Linked DNA regions of Mus musculus: region 1 is linked to region 2. The links are chromatin contacts, called in public HiChIP or PLAC-seq maps. All regions are on one chromosome and are shown on one strand. The core of a region is the stretch at or near the end of the contact, and the rest is flanking DNA. Distances in the headings are between cores, read along the strand shown. Region 1 overlaps Gm3134 (predicted gene 3134). Region 2 has its middle 160 kb from the start of Gm24212.

Region 1 (6,495 bases), core at 3,297-5,796, 760 kb after region 2:
GCTGATGGCATGAGAATTCTTCACCCTACAGAGAATGGTCCACTGGTTAAAATGTATTTTTCTAATTTTCTGGGCGAAACTACACTTTGGTCCTTTCTGGGATTTTCTCCTGTCTGGATGGTGGTTGGCTATGAGTAACGGAATCTGGTGGAGCCAAGTCACATGGGACAGCCACAGCCTGCCACAGTCTGCTAGTGTGCCCCCTCTAGAGCCAGAATTTGCTTGGCCTTGAGTGAAGCCTGGAAGGCCATGGTGAAGACCACAGAGAGCCCTAGAGGAGGCTGTCCTGAAGTCTGGTTATCTATCCTCTCCCTGGGCATAAGCATCACCCACACCTGCAGGCTGAGAGGAACCCTCATCTTGACTCTGGCAAGCAGCCGCTCCTGTACTGTCACATCTTCCTTCTGTGCCAGCCAGTGCCTGAAGGACACACCATAAGCAGTCTATGGTCTACAGGCAGATGGGGTGGCAAAACAGTGCATGCCGGCTTCCTCTGTGTCAACTCCAAAATAACATTCATCCGACCTCTGTGTGGGATTTTAAAGTGTGGTCTGTAATTCAGCAGAGGCTCACATCTGTGATCCCTACACTCAGGAGACTAAAGCAGTAGCAAGAGAGCTTAGGTACAGCCTGGGCTACAAAGCAGATATTTATTTATTTGTTTGTTTGCTTGCTTGTTTGTTTGTTTTAGGGTCTTGTTGCCAAGATGGGTGGTGGTTGTTTGTAATTCCAGGGTGAGAGAAGCATAGGCTGATATATCACCGAGTTTGAGACCAACCTTGTCTACATAATAGTTTCCAGGTTAATCAAGGCTACATTGTGAAACACTATCTCAAAAGAAAAGTAGGCGGGGCTTTCACTATGAGAATCCCCAACTCTCTTTTAGAGAAATAGCAAACATGTTGCAGACATGCTAATAAAGAGCAGCCTGGGATGGAACCTCACCATTGCTGGGCGTAAAGACTTTAAACAGCATAGCAAACATACCAACAGACTTACAGAAAAGCAGGGAGGGCAGGATCTTACCCACTGGCCCTGTGCTTCTGAGCATTTTACTGCAGGAGACAAATGTCTGTCAAAGATTTTGACTTTGAACAACCTCAAGAGGCTGTATGGCACACACAACTGAGCGCCTATAAATAGCTCTGGGTTTTGCCTACATGCTTCTAACTATATTCCAATCCAACATCACCACAGCGCCTAAAAGGTTTTTAATATAGATATTAAATATAACCATATCATCACTTCAGTGAGAGCGAGAACAGGGCTTTTCCTCTGGGGTCTTCCCAGCTATTTGCTGCTGACATAACACCATTAAAAATAAACCTACCCAGAGGAAGTAGTCATTTTACATGGTATTAGGACTAATGTTATCGTTTAGTAGCTGCAGAGATTTGCCCACTGCAGAGGCCCCAGATAATGACAGAAACATGATCGTGTGAGATGATTTTTTTCCACGGACAGTTTTCATCATCTGCAGCTTGTCATCTAGATGCTTATTTAAGACTTACATCACTGAGCAAACATTGACGCTTTCAAAAGAATAAAACCATCAGTGCGGCCGAGGGCGATAAGGGATGGCTTTCTCTTCTGGGGCTTGAGACCTTCTGGCTGCGTATGAAACAGGAGGCCTAGCTCTGTGTGAATGGGAAGGTGGAGGGGGACATTCTTCACCTTCTGCCTAGCACACACCAGGCTCAGACACAGACACACCAACCTACAGAATCAGCCCCCAAAGCCTTCCAAATTCAGCCAGTTTTTAGGAAGTGGAAATTCAAAGCGGGTCAGTCACTGAGAAGTCATGATAAAACCAGGCTAGTTACTCCGGAGACTGAGAGGCAGAAGAAGGCTCACGAGTTCAAGACTAGCCTGGACTACAGAGTGAGTTCAAAGCCAGCACCCAGACTCTATTTTAGATATTTTTTTAAAAAATTGTAAAGGCTGGGACTAGAGCTCAGTGGTACTTGCATAGCAATCTCTAGGCCCTGGGTTCAAATCTCCACTACTGCAAACAACTAACCAAGAAAGAAATAATGAAGGTAAAATCAAGGTATGACTTCAACGTCAGAAAATGTCATCAGTCTGTCAATGCCATGGAGGCCAGTGGAGGACAAGGATCCTGAGACACAGGTAGATGAGTTCCCATCACTCTCAATCACTGCAGGTCTCAGTATCTTCCTCACTGCACCACAGGACACAGGAATCTCTCATAGGAGAATTCTTTCCCAGTCCCCACTAACATGTCCATATCCCCTGAGCATCTGCAGTATACTAGACTCTCAGTGGCAAAACAAAGAGACAGAGAAAGGGCAAAGGACTGAGCACTGTGCCTCCCATCCCTCTGGAAGCTAAAGCAAGCCAACTGAGATCTGAGGGCCAGCCTGGGAGGCATGAAAGACTGTCTCAAAGAGGGCAGCACTGTCCCTGACTCCAGATTCAATGGCACTTGCTGGCCCTCGTGGTTTATTGGGAGCTGAATGCCCACACCAAGGGGCTACCAGCAGGGTTAAAAGTCATGCTGTGAGGTGTGCACACAGGGGTAGGTAGCCCTTTTGGTTAGAGCATTAAGAAGCATCTGGGGAGAAAGAGATACAGAGAGAAACAGAGAGAGAGAAACAGAGAGAGAGAAACAGAGAGAGAAAGAGGGGGGTCTGACCTCAGGTGGGACCGTGTATATTCACGTTGAGGGGGCATCTTTGTCTCTCTCTGTAAATATAGCCAAAATGCCAACAGAAAAAGATGGGGTGTGGCCGCTTACGGGGGCAGGAATGACTACGATAATCTGCAAGGGGAGCTGAGCTGGGATGAGTAGGAAACTAGCATTGCTAACTCTGAAAGGATATAAAAATGCATGCCAGAGGCATTACAGCTTTTTTTTTTTTTTTTTTTTTTTTTTTGCTGAGGAGGGTCTTTGTGGGAGAGGCTAGTTCTGGGTCCATCAAAGAGGGGGTCCTTTGCTCATGTAGCAGAAGAGTCTTAAACTTGATCCGCTGCGACGGTTCATGTGATTGCCATGCTGCAGTCTTGAAGCGATTGTACAACTGGCTGGACCAGGCAGCAGAGTTCTGTAGAAGGACAAGGTGACTAATTAGCTGTTACCTCAGACTCCCGCACAAGGAGGGACACTTGGAAGCTTTGTAAAAGAGTCATTAAAACTCTCCTAGCATCTGAGGGATGAATCTGAACAGAGAGAGTCTAAGGAATAGTCCTTGCTTCCAAGTATGATGAACTTTGTATACTTGTTTCAAATATTAGCAATATCAGCTATTATTTAATGAAAAAAAACAGAATATTTCAAGTAAAACAAAAGTTTTGGTTAGAAACAATTTTGAAAGTTGAAATTTTTAAAATTGATATTATTAACTTAATGACCTATACTTGAAAATATGACAATACATATTTTTAACATGAATTGTTATAGCTACATTGCAAGATTACATAGTGAATATATTTTATATTGTCAGGCTGTATAAGGAGACAACTTAATTCTAAGTTGTATTCCCCAGAAAAAAAAAAAATATTTCCAATTTCCAATTTCCAAAGTATATTCTTAGAGACAGTGTCTGCCTGGTCAAGAGTAAATTATTAACCTTACCAAATTTTGTAAGATTAACCCTATTTACAGAAACTTCAAAAGAATCTCTAATACTCATTCCATACACTCAACCAATAGATGAAAGAATGCTGGGCATGGTGAGGCACACCTTTAATCCCAGCACTTGGGAGGCAGAGGCAGGCAGATTTCTGAGTTCAAGGCCAGCATGGTCTACAAAGTGAGTTCCAGGACAGCCAGAGCTACACAGAGAAACCCTGTCTCGAAAAAAAAAAAGTGAAAGAAGAAAGCAGTCAGTCATGTCAAATCTGTAATAATTTGCATGTAACATGAACTGGATTAACAAAACCTCCTGGTTTTACTTTACCTGCTTTAGGCTTAATTTGACATTTGAAGAATACTATATGCTATAACAGCAGACTATATGACAGGAGATAAAAGCTGGTTTCTCTCTCTCCAAGCTTGTCTCTGTAAACAAATTACATTTATACATAGCATGACTGGGCATTAACTTGTATATCTTAATTATCTTTAACAGGTTATAATTGGTAAGTAATTCTTTTATAAGATTAGGATTTTATGATTTTATGCCTGTTAATTTTGAGCCTTAAAAATATAATTCGTGAATTATAACTTTTGGTCACAAAATATTTTATTTAGTAACAAAATAAACTTTAAATCATAAATACAAGCCATGGTGAGATTGGCCGTTTTTTTAGCTTAGTCTTACAAAATGGCCTGATGTTTTGTTTTGTTTTGTTCTCTTTTGTTTTGTTTATGACTCAATTCAAACCAAACCGTGTTGGAAGCCTGGGGTTACCTCCTCAGTCTCATAAAAGGAAGATGCAACATAAGCAGAGAGCTTAGTGGGTGGAACTGTTTTATGCATGCTATTTTAATTCGTTTATCTCACAAGGTCACCTTAACCAAGAGGTGATGTCACATGACATGTCCTTTCTTTAACCTTAGTAAAGATGGTGTCTGGATCACATGGCTTCCAAGATGGTGCCCCAATGAGCCACATGCTTACTCCAAGGTGAGCCTAGGTCATGTCATCAACCAAGATGGCAGCAAATGACATGGTAATCTGATGTTAACCCATTAGGAACACGTTCTTTCCTACACCAAGCTGAATCCAAGTCACAAACATGGTGTTATAGCAAATTACATCCTTTTAAAATCACACTCTATGAACTTTATAAATCCTAAAATATAAAAAATTAAAGTTTCAACAAAAGCTTGAACAAAAGGACAGTAAACAAAACCAAGCAAACAAGGGAGGGGGAAAGAATTCAGAGAGATGAACACCTTGCCATGTATGACTTCTGTGGGAAACCGTTTACTTCTTAGCTATTCTCAAGAGCAAAGTGTCTGTTCCTGGCTCTTTTGTTTTTTCCCTCCTTCTCCTGGTCACAGAGTCAGGAGACCTACTTGAGCCAGGACAGAGTCTTTGGAGGAAACTTTTAAACGAACATGCTTGGGTCTGGGAGAGATGGTCCAAAATCTTACCCCTGAGCCAGGCTTCTCAGTAGAGTAGAACAATATGCAATAATTTTTCAATATTGTCAATACTCAAAAGACTCTGTAAGACTAAATCAGTGATCTTCATATCCATAAATAATTTGTGTATGTCTGCAGGTGGGAGAAATCAGCCTTAAAAATGCCTTTATATTTTAGCATTTGGGCGTTGAGTGTAGTTATAATCCAGAACCTTGAGAAAGATTAAAGTGAACTGTGGGATTTACGGGGTATGGGTCTCAGACCATGCTGCCATTCCATCTTACAGAGTTACCTAAATTAGTTTAGGTATTAGAAATGGCAAATCCCCAATTTGGTCCAACAGTAGCTATTCGTCCAATGTATTTTGAGGCCACGTTTAAACCCAGAGCTGAACAAGTCACCTTGGTATGATGTCTCCCAAATGGAGCTTTGAAGATTAGCCTCTAGCCAGGCTGGGGTACTTTGGATGGAGAATCTGGAATCCATGGCTGAGCCCAGGGCTGAGGTAAAAGCAGGGGTCTGTGTCCCGCTGCTTAGAGCATCCTCTAAGTCCTAAGGAGATCAGATGCTTCTGGGATGTTAATTGGGAGTGGCCAAGCATTACAACGTCGGGGTTAAGGAGCCAGCAGAAGGTTGTCAGAGCTTTCCGATGAACAAGTTGACTCACAACCAGTGGAAAGTCTCTGGAGCTATCAACTCATGAGTCTTACGAGAGCTCCAGGGAGCCTTGAAACCTAACTAGGCACCTCTGAGGTAATTCCCAGAGATCACCTTGTCCCACAGTTTGGCTCTGTTGCTTGCATGTTCTGATTGAATGCAGTGTGGCCTCCCACCTAGGTCAGACTGCATCCAGATAGGAAGGTGAGAGAGGCTGGGCAGAGATAGAAAGTGAAAAGACAGACTGCCTGAGAGGAACAGGTAGCCCTGATGGGCACTTTTGGGGCCAGGGCTTGTCTGAGAGGGAGGCTGGTCCTCAGGTGGGCTTGAGCCACTAGCAGGCTCAGATCTCCCATCCTGGGTCGTTCAGCACCATATATTAGATTACTTTTAAAAGCAGCTGTAGAGAGAGAACATGTAGAAAGAAATAGCGGCGTGGTCTGACATTAGGTGCAACCATGTTTATTCATATTAAGGGGGTTTCTTTGTCACCCATGTGTGTAGGTGGCCAAAATGCCTCTAGGGGAAGATGGGATGTGTCCACTTATGGGGGCAGAAATGACTTCTGTAGTCCACAAAGGAAGCTGAGAAGTGTAGTCCTTCAGTTGGAAACTTACTTTTGTGCAGAGCAGATGAGCAAGAAAAAGAGCTCTCGAATGAGGGAGTACCCATCCGGCCCAGCTCCCTACCTGGCGTCGTGCTCAAATCTGACATGCACGGCTCCATCTGTCCACTAATGCACTGCTGCTAACTCCTCTGCATCCCTGCAGCATCTGTCCCCTATC
Region 2 (6,038 bases), core at 2,567-5,066:
TGCTTCAGCCATGTCCTTGGGAGCAGCAGCTCTGATCACCACACTAGGGCTCTGTCTGGTTCCTAGGAGTGAAGGAAGATGAGAAGTGGCTGAGAAGATGAATGGCTTGTCAAGACTGCAGCCCATTGACATGGAGAACAGTGTGTCATTGAGCCTGGGTGTCTCACTGGGTTCTAATCATGGTAGAAGGCGTATTCAGATTCCCTCCTTCTCCCTCTCCACCTCTTCATGCTTCTCCCTCTCCCTCTCCCTCTCTCTCTCCCTCTCCCTCTCCCACTCCCACTCCCTCTCCCTACTCCCTCTTTCTCTACCTCCCCCTCTCTCTTTCTCTTTCTCTCTCCCCACATCTCTCCCTGTGTAACTGAATTTAACTATAAATTTAACTTAACCTATGTTCAAAGGTAAACTTTCCCCATGGATTTTGGTCTAGATTCATGAATCAAGATTTACTTTTTTTTTAATTTATTTTTTTATTACATATTTTCCTCAATTACATTTCCAATGCTATCCCAAAAAGAGTTGGAGAGTACCTGCTGCAGACTCTTCCGTGTAACAGAGATTTTCTTATTTTTATGTCACTTTTAAATCTTGAAACCTGGTATGGTGGCACATGCTGTTAATCTCAATACTCAGGCTAAGGCAGGTAGGTACCTGTGAGTTCAAGGCAAGCCTGGTCTATGTAGCAAGCTCAAGGACAGCAAAGACTATCAATAGAGTCCCCATCGCAACACTGTATATATAAAACACAATATATAAAACATTGTCTATTATTTTAAATATAATTCTCATGGACTTTAGTTTCATAAATTACATCATATCTTCAACTTAGAACTCACATAGCTTTGTGTCCAGGAAGTCCTTACTTGTAGGACTCTATCTAATGTAGATAGAATGTGGAATGATTGAATAAGACCTCATATCAGTGGTTTTCTTTTTAATGCAATAAAATGTGAGTAGAAACACCAGGAGCTACAGAGCATGCTTGTGCAGCACATGAGAGATGACTGACAAGTTCTTTGCACTCATTCCAATTTGGTGAGTTCAGGAGTACACATGTAAACATATAAATTAATAAAAATTGCTTGTGAGGAAGGAATTTCTAAAACTACAAATAGAAAGCCTGGAAACATTTAGGCTGGAGAAATATTGCAAAAAAAAAAAAAAAAAAAACAGAGATCTGAGTTCAGATCATCAACACCCATGTAAAATCTATGCAAACACAGTAGATTGTACTAACAATGCTGGACTGGGGTGCTGGAGACAGGAGGGTCTTGAGGGATCACTGGACTGAAATGATGAATTCCAGGGTCCATGAGAGACTGTGACTCAAAAAAATAAGCTAGAGAGTGGTTGAGAAAAACACCCAAGGTTGACCTCTGTCCTTCATGCACACATGCATGAACTCACACACAGACACAGCACACTCACAAGCAAAATACAACCAAAACAATCTTTGCCTACAACCATGCAAGAGCTGTGCAGATGTATAGAGACACATCTGGCATTGTATCCTCCCTAGGGCCAGAGTCTCTCACAGGGAGAGCTAGGATGATGCAGGTTTTTGGTGGGAGTTGGTGACAGGAAATTTCTAGAGCCATTGCTTGTGGTCACAATGGTTTTGTCTTTATTTCTCTTGAGCTAACGTCTCACTGGTCCTCATTTGTCTGGTCACTCTTCTTTTAGTTCACCAGTGGGTTAGCTTGTGCTCATCAGAGAAGTTTACAGCAGATGACTGACCTACCTTGTTTCAGATACTTTTCGAACATGTGTGTTTTTGTTTGCTCCCTGTTGCCTTAGTAAGAACCATAAGAAAAAGCAACTTAGTCCTTCAGCAAAGGAAGCCAGGTCAGGAGCTTAAGCTGGGCAGGAACCAGAAGGCAGGAACTGAAACAGAGACAACAAAGGAAAGCTGCGAGGTGCCCCCAAGGCTTGCTCATTCTGCTTGCTTATATACTCCGGGATCACCTGCCCCCATGGCACCACGCAGAATGGGCTGAACCGTTACACATCAATCATCAATCAACAAAACCACCCACAAACTTGCCCAGGGGAAATCTAATGAATGCGCTTTCTTAATTGAGGTTTCCCCTTTCCAGATGCACCTAGCTTGAGCTAAGTTGACGAAACTAATCAGCACATTGAGTTATTGCTAGACTTTTAAAAAATTAGTAGCAATGGAGGTTAGACTTGGAGGTCCAAGGCAGGGTCTGTGTTGAGCCACTCAGTACAGTCTACATGATGGAGAATGGAGGATGCTAGCTTCAGCTACTCAGCTCCAGGATGAAGACAGGAATGTCTCCTGAGCTCATCTCCCTCGGGACAATGGGAGGGATAAGCCAAGGATCCTGTGGGCAAAAACACACATGTCCTATGGTTTGCAAATTTTAAAATGCTCTCTCCTTTCAGTGCAATTATCCTTCTCTTGAAAGGAAAATGATCCATGATCTTCCCATGTAAAGATCCCTGGGTGGAGGTGGGGGACAATGTCTTTCTGCTTCGTGCAAGGTCTACAGCCCCATTCCTCCCCCACACCTAATAAAGAATGTCAGACTTCTGGTCTGTTAGTCACAAAGTAAATGCTCACATGGGCTCCTGTCATTGCGAGTGTTGAGTCCCTAGGAAAACAAATGAGGGACTTGACCTCTTTGGGGTTGTTTTTGTTGTCCTCAATGTTCACTGGGGAAGGAACAAACAAGTAATACTGTAGCCTCCCCCAGCCCTGAGTAGGCTGGCTCAGACCTGGATGCCACTGAGAATGAGACCACCTGGGGTGGAGCCTTCCCACCTAGATGGTTCTATTGTTTGGTCACGTAGCTGTTCTTTTCTGAGACACTGTTACCTGCTGAGAGATTCAGAGAGATTCTGCAGACAGCAAGCAACCTAGTGATTGACACCTTCTTGCCAAACCAGTGCTGTCAGACAGCCGCTTACAGGCTGGCAACAGGCATCAAGAGTGGATCTGTGGGAGATGGGCTTTCTGCCTATATAAGCACAGATTTTTAGTAAACTCTGGGCCATGATCAGAAAATTTGTCTTGGTCTCTTTACTTCTCTCGCCGTTCTCTCCTTTACAGCTCCAGCCTCCCACTCAGGAATCCAGTTAGTGTGGCTGCAGTCGACTATATAATCGGTTTTCAGAGTACCTTTCATTTAAACTTGTCTGTTTAGTTTGATGTTTCTCCCATCTTGTTTCTACACCCCAACACACACAGTCTCTCCCTCTCTGATGGGCAGAGGCATTGCCTAAATGACACGAGCACTTTCTACTTTAAAGAATACAAATAGAAGCGACTCAAAGTCAACATTGGGGTGTCATCTGGCTCTACACACATTCTCTCCTGTAATGCTCAGAGCTGAGGTCCAGCAGGAAGATCTGCCTTGTCCAAGCTCATATTGCTAGTGAATGTCTCGCTCCATATTTTTAGATGAGCCACTAGTTACTTGATTGATGTGAATTCTTTGAATCAAAAAGCACATCAAATGGACTGAAGGGACAAGCCTGGCCAGTTTTTGTCCCATATAGCCTAAAGACTTCTTCTATGTAAGATTCTGCAAACATACCAACAAGCAATCTCACTACCATCTCATTCAGCTATAAAACTCCTCTGAATTTTACTGCATGGATTCTAAGCCACAGGCTGCTTTAGTCACTGTTAGCCTCTGGTGCCAGCCCTGTCTGTCACACCTCCCTCTGCATGCCCTTGCAAGAGACCCTTGGTTGGCTCCTAGAAGAAGGAGCATTTGAACAGGCCTTCTTGTTCCCTTTCAGATGCATGAGCTATTAAGTACTTTTCATTGTAAAGAAATGGGAACTCCCATGTGTCCATTGTCCTTGTGTGGTGGTATTCTTTTGTCAGAGAGCACTGGAGCCTATTGTTCAGACTCCTCTTTTGTTCACATTGAATTCTTCATGATGCTGCATATTTATTATATACCATCCAGATTTTGAGACCTGTTTACTGGGATTTGGGGCAGTTGTAGAGAACAGTGGTTCCACAACGACATACTCAAACAAGGCAGCTTCAAATGAGCCTTGTATGTCTGAGTGGGATTTTCTAGTGCAGATGCTAAGGGCAGGGAAGAGTGTTCACTGCAAGGATATTAATCTTCTCTCCCAGGGAAAAGCAGCAATGAGATGGATCACTGGGTGTTTACCTAGCACAGAGCAAGTAGTCCACACTCATCTGTCTTCTATTCAGCCTCCTTTCAGAGAGACATTATGAGCTAGCCCCGCTCTTGTGATGGCAAATATCACCCGTGACAGCTTTGCAAGTGGCCTTAAGAGCTTGTCAGGAAACTAATCAATGTAGCTCTTCACAAAGGAATCTACTTGATCAATAGCACCAAGAAACCCCAGACCTAACAAACAGATCACATAAGAGCTGTCATGATCAATAGAAGTCTCAGGGAAAATAAATTCTTAGGGCTATTTCAATGAATATATCATAAGTGCTTTGTGCTGATAGCCTTTTCTCTGAGAATTTCCCAAACCCACCAAAGTAATAATGGGAGAGAGTGCACATAGGCAGCCACAGGTTTTCTCACACAAAGACTTGACACAGGACACACATGCAGGGTTCACAGAGAAGAAATAATTCTGATTTTGAAGGAGATTTATTCAAATATATCCTATATTTCCTCACCAACTAGATTGTGAATGTGTTCTTAGATGAGGTTTGTTTTGGTATATCAGAACCAAGGGCATGGCTCCGGCATGAGAAAACCAGTGAATACATTTTGAGCTCATCACCACTCCTCATGTTTCTCGAGGGATACATGTTATTAAGTGGAGATCAAACATTCAAACATCTGACTCCCCCCTCAGAGTTCTTCGAAACACTCTACATTTAAATGTAGTAAACTTTCCTTGAAAACAGTTTGAAATGCAGAGATAAGGAGACCTTGAAATCACTACAGATTCAAGTTTCCTCCTAGAAGAAACAGTAACACATTGAGGTACTTACTGTTCATCTTTTCTGGACTCTGAAGTGTATGTCAGTTATCTTGTTTCTTAACAAATTGCTCCACCATGTAATGACTTAAGACAATTATTACTTTACTTATAATTGAGTGTAGGAATCATCAGTTGGGCAGGGATCAGAGGTGGGCTGGTTTTCTTTTCTGCATTTTGACCAGGGTAATGTGGCTTCCATGACTTGATGTCCCAACAGCACTCATGGCAAAAATGGCTACTGTTCACCCCAGGGAATAAGCCCTGGACTCTGGGTTTCCTTCTTTGCATATTTTCTCCTCTTTAGATGGGCTACCTTGGGCCTTTTTGGATTATGGCACCTTACTGCAAGAGGATTGAAGCAAAATCAGCTAGAATTTGAAGACTAGTGTAGAGGGATTTTAATCTATCTACCTTACTGCTCTGGCTGGAATCCAGACATGCCCTTAGCACACATATTTAATCCCAAACAATGAAGGTAAAATTAGTTTGTAGAAGGAAGCACCCATGTCTGAAAGTGATGTCTAATTTAGAAGCAGACAAAGTGATGAATCAGAGAAAGATTTGACAGAATAGGGTCTGCCCAACTCCCATGAGAAGAGAGGAGAAAGAGAGGCTACTTAAGAGAGCAGCAGCAAGAGATGGAAGGAGAAAGGGCAGTTTTACCGAGACAATCACATAGAGAGAGGTAACAGAGAGAGAACAAGCTAGACCCAGGTGAAAACAGAATGAACCAGAGAAGAAAAAGGAGCCAGAAGATTAGAACATATTGCCAAAGGTAGTACGAGGCCAAACAGCACATTTCAGACAGAAGCTGAAAGAAGCCAGTTTGAATCAGTTAGTGTGGAAAAGAGTTTTGAGCCAAAACAGCTGAATTGACAAACCAGCCAGGAGTTCAGAAAGAACTAGAAAGGGAATGTTTATTCAGCAGTAAGTCTCATAGACTTAAAATATGCTAGGCCTAGATAAAAGATTGTAGAAAGGCTAGAACCTTCCAGACTAGACCTAGGTTAGCAGAAGGAGGCAGTAAGCCTCTGTGGTGACAATTACATCAGAGGAATAAAAGATGCAGTTACAGCTCACCTCAA

Evidence for each region. HiChIP or PLAC-seq counts read pairs in DNA pulled down with a chosen protein or histone mark.
Region 1: a contact with region 2 is called in an H3K27ac HiChIP or PLAC-seq map of embryonic stem cells, with 3 times the contacts expected there. The contact joins two enhancer-like sites. A contact is called at or near these places in 1 of 484 Hi-C or Micro-C datasets (embryonic stem cells), 4 of 115 datasets of contacts at active chromatin or transcription factors (all in embryonic stem cells) and 1 of 9 other capture datasets (embryonic stem cells).

Annotation. Positions count from the first base shown.
Region 1 is chr8:89,065,717-89,072,211 of GRCm38.p6, reverse strand. Gm3134 (predicted gene 3134) reads right to left here. Exons shown (of 3, transcript NR_166639.1): 3 at 1,193-3,065. Among named protein-coding and RNA genes, the nearest start is that of Sall1, 26 kb to the right of the region's middle. Within about 2 kb of position 4,546, at least 5 of the 459 cell types and tissues checked have an H3K27ac peak or open chromatin away from gene starts, as enhancers often do. A contact at or near this core is called in embryonic stem cells, where this site is marked.
Region 2 is chr8:89,821,544-89,827,581 of GRCm38.p6, reverse strand. No RefSeq gene overlaps it. Among named protein-coding and RNA genes, the nearest start is that of Gm24212, 160 kb to the right of the region's middle. Within about 2 kb of position 3,816, at least 14 of the 459 cell types and tissues checked have an H3K27ac peak or open chromatin away from gene starts, as enhancers often do. A contact at or near this core is called in embryonic stem cells, where this site is marked.